2 separate regions of the Danio rerio genome follow, and region 1 is linked to region 2. Evidence: chromatin contacts called from public Micro-C data. All regions are on one chromosome and are shown on one strand. The core of a region is the stretch at or near the end of the contact, and the rest is flanking DNA. Distances in the headings are between cores, read along the strand shown. Region 1 has its middle 76 kb from the start of rps24. Region 2 has its middle 12 kb from the start of rps24.

Evidence for each region. Hi-C and Micro-C count contacts between places; a contact is called where the count stands out from the background.
Region 1: a contact with region 2 is called in a Micro-C map of caudal fin, with 3 times the contacts expected there. The contact joins two enhancer-like sites. A contact is called at or near these places in 3 of 18 Hi-C or Micro-C datasets (caudal fin, embryo and hematopoietic stem cells).

The regions. Positions count from the first base shown.
Region 1 is chr13:33,695,797-33,699,943 of GRCz12tu, reverse strand. No RefSeq gene overlaps it. Among named protein-coding and RNA genes, the nearest start is that of rps24, 76 kb to the right of the region's middle. Within about 2 kb of position 1,258, at least 10 of the 62 cell types and tissues checked have an H3K27ac peak or open chromatin away from gene starts, as enhancers often do. A contact at or near this core is called in caudal fin, where this site is marked.
Region 2 is chr13:33,630,941-33,635,629 of GRCz12tu, reverse strand. No RefSeq gene overlaps it. Among named protein-coding and RNA genes, the nearest start is that of rps24, 12 kb to the right of the region's middle. Within about 2 kb of position 1,594, at least 39 of the 62 cell types and tissues checked have an H3K27ac peak or open chromatin away from gene starts, as enhancers often do. A contact at or near this core is called in caudal fin, where this site is marked.

The DNA.
Region 1 (4,147 bases), core at 9-2,508, 65 kb before region 2:
TCGCCAGAATTCTGATTCGACTCACGGACTCAAAATCCCATAAGCCCTGCTACCTGGCACTGATTACGGTCCAGGTGCAACTCATCAGCTCTCGTGTATATATACCACACTCACGCTCCGGTTCGTTGCGAAGTCTTGATTTGCCTGGCTGTCATTTCTGAGCGTTCCATACTCCCTGCTTCGGACTGATCTGTGTTTCTGACCCTGTGCTTGTTCTACGATTACGAAAGACATCTGCCTGCCTCTGATCTCCAGCCTGTTATTCTGACCAGTAAGATATCTGCCTGCCTTTGAACTTGTGCCTGTCCCACGGTCTGTCTCCTGGATTGCCCCTTTGTGTTTGTTTGTATGTGTGCTCTTAATAAAGCTTGCAAATGGATTCAATGCCTTCTGACTCATCACAACAGTATGTTAGAAACCGGTAAACCGAATATGTTAGAAACCGATACTATGAACAATGATGATACAAATATGATACTAGTACAAATACTATGAATGTCAATATTTACCGGTTTCCAACAATTTTCAAAATAACTTATTTAGATTTTAAAAGAAAAAAGGAACTAAAACAGGCTGTGAAAAGTAAAGGATGAGTATATGATGATTGTCAGTTTTGGGTGAACTATCCGTTTATGTAACATCATTGTTCACCTTTAACAGAAGATGTTTTCTTTTCTTCAAGATAGCAATAATCAAATGATAGCGCTAGTGATCTAAACAATTTTATATTGATCCACATAACCTTTTTAAGTCTATTGATTGTTGGTTCTTAAATCAGACATTCTCTAACCTCTCAGAGGCACGGCGTTTTGACATTGAAAGCTTTTCTAACAAACCTTGACATTCATCTTTTACATTTCACTTTAAATCATTGATGTTGGTAATTGCTAGCCAATACACAACAAATGATCCCATGTTTGGATTACACAATGTTGAAGTGAAAATAAAGTTGGCATTTAAATGTGTTCACTGCGTGTTGCATAAACGCAGCATCCCTTACATCACTTGATCATGCAATAAGTGCATTAGGACTTTCAATTGCTGCATAAAACGCAGTCCGGGGCTGCATTGCGGGGGAAATGAGCCTCCTTCTCAGGAAATAAATGAAGCCCTTGTGTGAGAATGACCAGCATTTTCTCAGAGCCTTTAGATGTGTATCGTATTACTGGAGAACTGGCATGAGCAGACAGGTTGAGACTGAGAAATACCTTCCTGTTCATGACATCATGTAGCAGAGAACTTCAGAGGGCAAGGGCTTGAGTTTAGGCATGCAGTATCTGTATTTGTGATTCATAAGGGAAATGAGAGGAGGGCCGCGGGCTATGTATACATGCTACTTTGATTTTGGATTTCCATCTCTCCCTGTGGTCGCTGAGGCAGGGTGACACTGGATGGAAATGTTTGATGCAATAGTCTCTCGCTGTTTTATTCCCTCTGCTCAAACATTTGAATAAAATGACCATGGCTATTTGAATAAATGGAATGTGTAGTACAACTCTGATTCTTAGGAAAAACTGCTCAGTTGTTACAAAGTGTTACCTTATTGTATCTGTACTGTATTGTATCTCCAAGTAAGCCAATACTTCCTCCAGTACCCCTTAAAAAGGAAGCATGATGTCCCTGATCACAATACATTGCAGGAATACACCTGACAAATTGTCTGCATGCGTGAGTGTGTATTTGAACTGATCTGGCCACACCTACAGCTGGAAGTTAATGTGGAATTTGAAAAGGAATGGCAAGCCACACTAATATGCATGTCTGTAGGCAACATTTCAGTCTATATACAGTTTGTAAACTGTTAATGCACTTCATATATATATATATATATATATATATATATATATATATATATATATATATATATATATATATATATATATATATATATACACACAGTTGAAGTCAGAATTATTAGCCTCCCTGTTTATTTTTTCCCCAAGTTTTTTTCAACACATTTCTAAACATAATAGTTTTAATAACATATATCTAATAGCTGATTTATTTTATCTTTGCCATGATGACAGTAAATAATATTTGACTAGATATTTTCCAAGACACTTCTATACAGCTTAAAATGACGTTTAAAGGCTTAACTTGGTTAATTAGGTTAACTATAGGCAGGTTAGGGTAATTAGGCAAGTTATTGTATAATGATGGTTTGTTGTGTAGACTATCAAGAAAAAAATATTTAGCTTAAAGGGGCTAATAATTTTGACCCTAAATGAATTTTTAAAAATTTATTCTAGCCAAAATAAAACAATTAAGACTTTCTCCGAAACAAAAAATATTATCCGACATTGATCAGTGAACATTTCCTTGCTCTGTTAAACATTATAAAAATTCTGATTCAACTTTATAAGACCATTAGGAATGAAATTTAAGACTTATGAAGGGCTAAACACCAAGGATTTTTTCTAATGGGTCGGTTACTTCTGTAAATAGTTTTTGTGTTATTGGAAGATCATGTAAAGGGATGTGTTGCTTTAGTTTTCTTTCCCTGCTTAGGGAATTTATTTTAGAGAATTTGCTGTAAATTTAATCTAACAGATCTAACAAATGTTGTAAATTGTATCTCTTTGCAATAAAAACTTGGACATAGGAAAATTAAGACCTGTTTAACATGATTTAAGACCTACAACACAATATTAAAGTGAATTTAAGACTTTTTAAGGTTTACGCATTTTAAATATTAAATGCAGATTTATAATATCATTGTATATAAAAAAAATTTGAAGAGTTCTTATTTTAATAATTAATTTATGATTTGAGTAAAATGTGTTATTCTAGAAACTACCGATGACATTTCTTTACATTTAAAAAAAAATGCTGTCATTTATAGCTTTTTGTGCATAAAATATCAAAAAGATGCTATGTTTTTACACATCACAACACTAATGTTTTAACTTCAGAAAAGTTACAAAATAAATATTTGCATATTTGAATACAGTTTGAATATCTGAAGAGTTTCATTCACAACAATTGAACACATCTGTTAATGTGACAAACTGCTCTTTTTTGGGAAAACGTAAAATTTGAAAGAAATGTTAGCCACCTTTTATAAAGGAAAACTTTTAACACAATTTTAACATTTTATTCAAACCCATACTGAAACCAATTAATCCAGAGACACAAATGTTCCTATTTTCAAATTATATTTCAATGTTATTGTTTATAAGTGTATATTTGCAAAGATATATACATTTTTAAAGATACAGAACATTTTTATTGTGATGTCCAAAATAAATATAAACATGTCTTAAACCATGACATCGTTTTGATATTTTATGCACAAAAAGCTATAAATGATGGCATTTTCTATTTTAAATCGGGAAGAAATGTCATCAGTAGCTTATAGAATAAACCATTTTATTCAATCAAATTTTACATTCTGTCTTGACAAAGTTTTCTTGTATAATTGAAAAACAGTTTCAACCCCACTTCAAATTCAACTCAAGCTCATTTCCATTCAAAAGAATATCTCAATTCCAATCTGAATTACAGCCAACACTAAAACGGAACTTAAACAAATTCTGACTTGTTTCTGAACACGCCAAAGGCCTCAACAACGATGGAAAAGTTCAACCAACATCAATATAACTTGATAAAACAAACGCGATAACCTTGAGACAGAAGTCCTGGACTCTGCCTTGTGAGTCCAGGCATGTTTCACAAGCACAACAAGTGGGCGCTTCAATTGGGCAATTAGAAGACGAGTGGCATGAAAACATGCTAATGAAGTTAATCCTTCAAAGCAGTGATGGCTCTCAGGCACTGATGACAGGGATGCTAATGCCTCCCACTGACTGGGTTGGGGGAGACGTGCTGTACAAAAGACTGTTCTGCAGTCTTCGAGATTGTGTCATTGTGTGGGTTGAAATTAACTTGCACTCAATTCCCAATGAGGGTGGTCTTCCCTCTGTACACGGCTCGACATGAAAAAAGGAACTGCCTAACGGATCCCACGCAAGCTGTAATAGATAAGTTGTGTAAGGCGCGAGAGAAATGACATGGTTTAAATATATTAGCAGGGCACCATTGTTCCATTTTGATTTTCTCTTGAAGAATACATCTGGGTGCTAATTCATATTGCTTTTGACTGACCTGAAATTTCTAGGATGAACTATTATATATTGCTAGGAACTCT
Region 2 (4,689 bases), core at 345-2,844:
TACAGACAATTTAGCCTACCCAATTCACCTGTACCGCATATCTTTGGACTGTGGGGGAAACCGAAGTACCCGGAGGAAACCCACGCGAACGCAGGGAGAACATTCAAACTCCACACAGAAACGCCAGCTGACCCAACCGAGGCTCGAACCAACATTAGGAAAAAAAAGAAATATGTTTATGCTTTTTTGGAGTCAAACACTTTAGACAACACTTGAACAAAATTTAGGACCTTGTGAAAACATGATTTAGAGTTTTTAACACCTTTTAAGGTACCTTCTCATTTTTGATTTATCAACTTTTAATACTTTAAGACCCCGTGGACACCCTGTAATGTAAAATTAACAATCAAAAGTTATGACTTTTACATTGTTGCAAAAATATTTCATTCAAAGCTATGGTGTTGTTTTTTGTAGTTCACTTAATTTTAAGAAGACAGACTAAAGGCATTAAAATAAAATTTCTATCATCATTTACTTACCCTCCACTTATTCCATTTTTTGAGTTGGTTTTATCTGCTGAACACTAAAGAACATATTAAATGCTATTCAAAACCATAAACCACTAAGTTTAGTGGTATTTTTCAAAATTCTGGAAGTGTACTTACTTCATTCTTTAAAATATCTCCATTTTAGGTCAACAAAGTGAAACCACGTCACTCTCCAGGCTTCTGTTTTGGATTAACTATGCTTTAAAGTTTACCATGAGGCCTAACTACCTTTCACTGTGCACCTCAAGATGACTGATCATATATTAAGAAAATACCCAACAGATATCCTACCTGTAGTTATGTATCTGAAAAAGCAAGCGAAAGATCACAAGCCGACGAACAGTAAATGTTTCTGTAACTGAAAATACAGTACAAGAAAGTCAAGGAGACCTCATGTTTTGTTCTTCATACCGCACAGAGACAGACATCAAGGACGCCTCAACTCAATCGACCTACTTAAGAGTTGGTCAAAGTAAAGTATGTCATAAGCTCAGTTTTACTTCAGAGAGAGAGAAAGAGAGGGAGAGCGAGAAAGGGAAAAAACAAGCTTGTTAAATTCAGGCAATAAAAAAAATCAGACATCACACTTGTACTATAATGGTGTTGTTCAATGAAGTTCTCCTGAGGTTGAGCAATACCTGTACCTCTTTATACCTTAAAGAGAGCAATCTGCATGCATCCTTTGTCAGCAAAGACCCATGTTTCTATGCAAATCTCTTTAAAAGGTCGTGGTCAATGTGATGACGGTGCTAAAAAGAAACATTTTGCTGACCACTTGCTTTTAAGCAGGTTAAACAGCAGCCAGTGAAGGAGAATTTCTGCACTTTCCAACGAAACCACGACAAACTCAACGCTCGAGCGCGTGAAGATCAACAACGCGCGCAAGGAAAAACACGCCGCACACACAAAGAAACATGGAAGAACATGAGATGGAGAAATAATTCAACGCGATATTAATTATATATCGTTCACAGACGTGACATTCATTTAGAAAAAGCAAACTGGCAGACGCCAGGTTCGCGGACGAGGAGAAGCGGGAGTGTTTTGACATATTAAATGACTGCAGACAGTGGTGCGCGGCCGCTCTGCATTCAGCCCACGTTTCCGGAAGATTCTAAGCGCGCTCCTGTGGCTCTGCCTGACCCACCGCCAGCCCTCCTCAGATCACATTCAAAGTGATTGTGCTGCTCAATATTTCATTGACATCAGCCTCAAAGATTGTTGCTACAGTGACACCAGAGATAATTATTTTTACCACAGTCTTTTTTTGAGATGTTTTACCCCCTCCTCTGCCTGGCTCCAGCCATTCCTGTGGAGAATTGTTCTGCATAAATCAGCTGGTGGAATATTGAATCAGCCTCACCACAGGGAATGTGTTTTTGTGTGTGGTATGTGTGACTGATTATTGCAAAGAGTCAAGGCGCTAAAACAAGGCAAACGGCGCCGCTTAGTGGCAGATCTGAGGCATTTATAGAGACAGAGATTGTTGATGCAATAAAGAACGTACAAAGATACAATTTTAGCAGAGACAAAAAGGTTTAAATAAATAAAATGCCAGCAAATTAAACAAGTTTAAATGATTTAAACCAAGAAAGAATTTAGATACAATATAAATATTAGAGTCTTAAGTCTTTTTTATTAATCTGGGGTTGCCACAACGAAATTAACCGCCAATTTATCCAGCATATGTTTTATGCAGCGGATGCCTTTACAGCTGCAACCCAGCACTGGGAAACATCCATAACCACTCATTCACACAAATACACTACACACAATTTAGCTTACCCAATTCACCTATAGCACATGTCTTTTGAACCGGAGCACTGAACGGAAAAAAGTAAGGGTGTTCCTGTGAAAATTTACATTTATGCATGTAAAATGTATCCAGAAAAAGCAATAAATTAATATTAAATTCACAATGAGAAGGGTTTAAGTTCAGAGAGTAACCAAACGATACAATTTTTGGGGATATACAAAAGTTTGGAAATAAAAATTATTTAATTAAATTGGAAAAATCAACCCAAAACACTTTACATTATGTACACTTCCAAAAACTTTATTTAGTGTTTCGTCATATTGAGTACAAAATGAGTATTCAGGGAAAATATCGTTATTAAATTTAGCTAGTTTGGTATCTATTGGGTAGCAATTAGGAATTATTTTGATTGAGACTTCGACAGCTTTAGAAGATAAAGACAATGTTTTTCCAAAGAAGCCAAAACTGTTCCCAATGTCATTAAATATATGATTCCACACCCCTATGCAAGCAGGTAAAGAGATCTGAGAACTTTTAATAACGAAGCAAATATCTTTGTTTGACATACAACTAAGAAGAGTTTTGGTGTTGTCAAAAATCAAACATTCTAAAGAACCTTTATGGCCAGATTTGACTAAAGGTATAACACTCAACCAGGGATTGCACCAAAAACAATGACATATTCCTTAGGGGAACTGGAAAAGTAAACTGATGCATAAATTCTTCACTTGAGACAGCACAGTCATCTCAGAGCTGACTAACTAAAAGCATTTTTTTTAAATTAGTGATTAAATTAGTATTTTTATTAAATGTTAAATTTTTATTTAAAATAGTATTAGTATATTTTAAATTAGTGAAATAAAACTGTATATGTGAAAGGGTATCAATTTATTGAGAGTGTAGGCCAAGGCTGCCCAAACTTTTTTGTATGAAGGGCCAAAAATCAAATATCATTGAGAGCCTTGGGTTGATAAATATACAGTTGCTATGGGCAGTTTCCTCATTTATTTCATAATATATATATATTTACATATATATATATATATATATATATATATATATATATATATATATATATATATATATATATATATATATATATATATATATATATATATAGAAAACCTCACTTTGAATCGTATTAACTAATGCAGTGTAACTTTTTAACTGTAACTTACTGCACTAAAAGCATAAACAATCATTTTTAACACAAGGGAGTTCAATGCTGAATACACCAGTCAAGCAGATCCTTGATTTGCCCACCAAAGTCTCTGCATTGTCCCCTATCCGTCAAGTCACAGTATGTACATTTTAAACTGAACTACAGCATTTAAATTGAAACAATTTATTTCAATATATATATATATATATATATATATATATATATATATATATATATATATATATATATATATATATATATATATATATATATTGTAGCCTAACAATAAAACAAACAAATAAAAGGTTACATTAAATCTGAAATGGCAATCTCTAAACCATCCACATCATTCCCCCCTCTTCTCAGATGGGATGGAGGGCCAAATCAAAAGTTACCATGGGGCAACTTTGGCCCGCGGGCCCTAGTTTGGGCATCGCTGGGGGAGGACTTTTAAGCACCCCAAAATGAACATTTCCAGCTTGTTTTCTGAAGCAGAATAATAAAGAGTTCTAGCTGAACACAGTCCTTGGTGATTCATAAAATGCAGTTAAGTGGCTTAAAGGTGGAACGATGTGTACACATAAAACAAAATGAATATCTGTGGCTCCTTATGGTATACTAAAGCAGGCCTTTTACTATAGTAGTCAACATTTGAAGTGGTTATCAAAGTTGTCGTAAAACTATTGAACAACACCTATTATTGTCTTAGGGCAATTTTTTTAATTGATTTTGATTTATTCAAATGTTGATCAGTATTGTAGCTGGGGAAACAATTCAAAATTGTGGGAAGTTGTCCTGGGTAATATATTTCATAGTTAATATACTCACCGGCCATTTTATTATGTACACCTTAAAAGTACCCGGTGTGGTATTCTGCTGCTGGAGCCCATCCGCCTTAAGGTTGGACGTGTTGTGCATTCAGAGGTGCTCTTCTGCATGCCTCGGTTGTAATAAGTGGTTATTTGAGTTACAGTTGCCTTTCTATCAGCATGACCCAGTCTGGCCATTCTCCTCTGACATCAACAAAGCATTTATATGCCCACAGAACTGACGCACATTGGATATTTTCTCTTTTTCAGACCATTCTCTGTAAACACTGGAGATGGTTTTTGCATGAATATCCCTGAAGACCAGCCCGTCTGGCACCAACAACCATGCCACGTTCAAAGTCACTTACACTGTAAATCCCCTTTCTTCCCTATTGATGCTCGGTTTACAGCAGTACAGCAGGTCGTCTTGACCATGCCTAAATGCATTGAGTTGCTGCCATGTGATTGGATGAT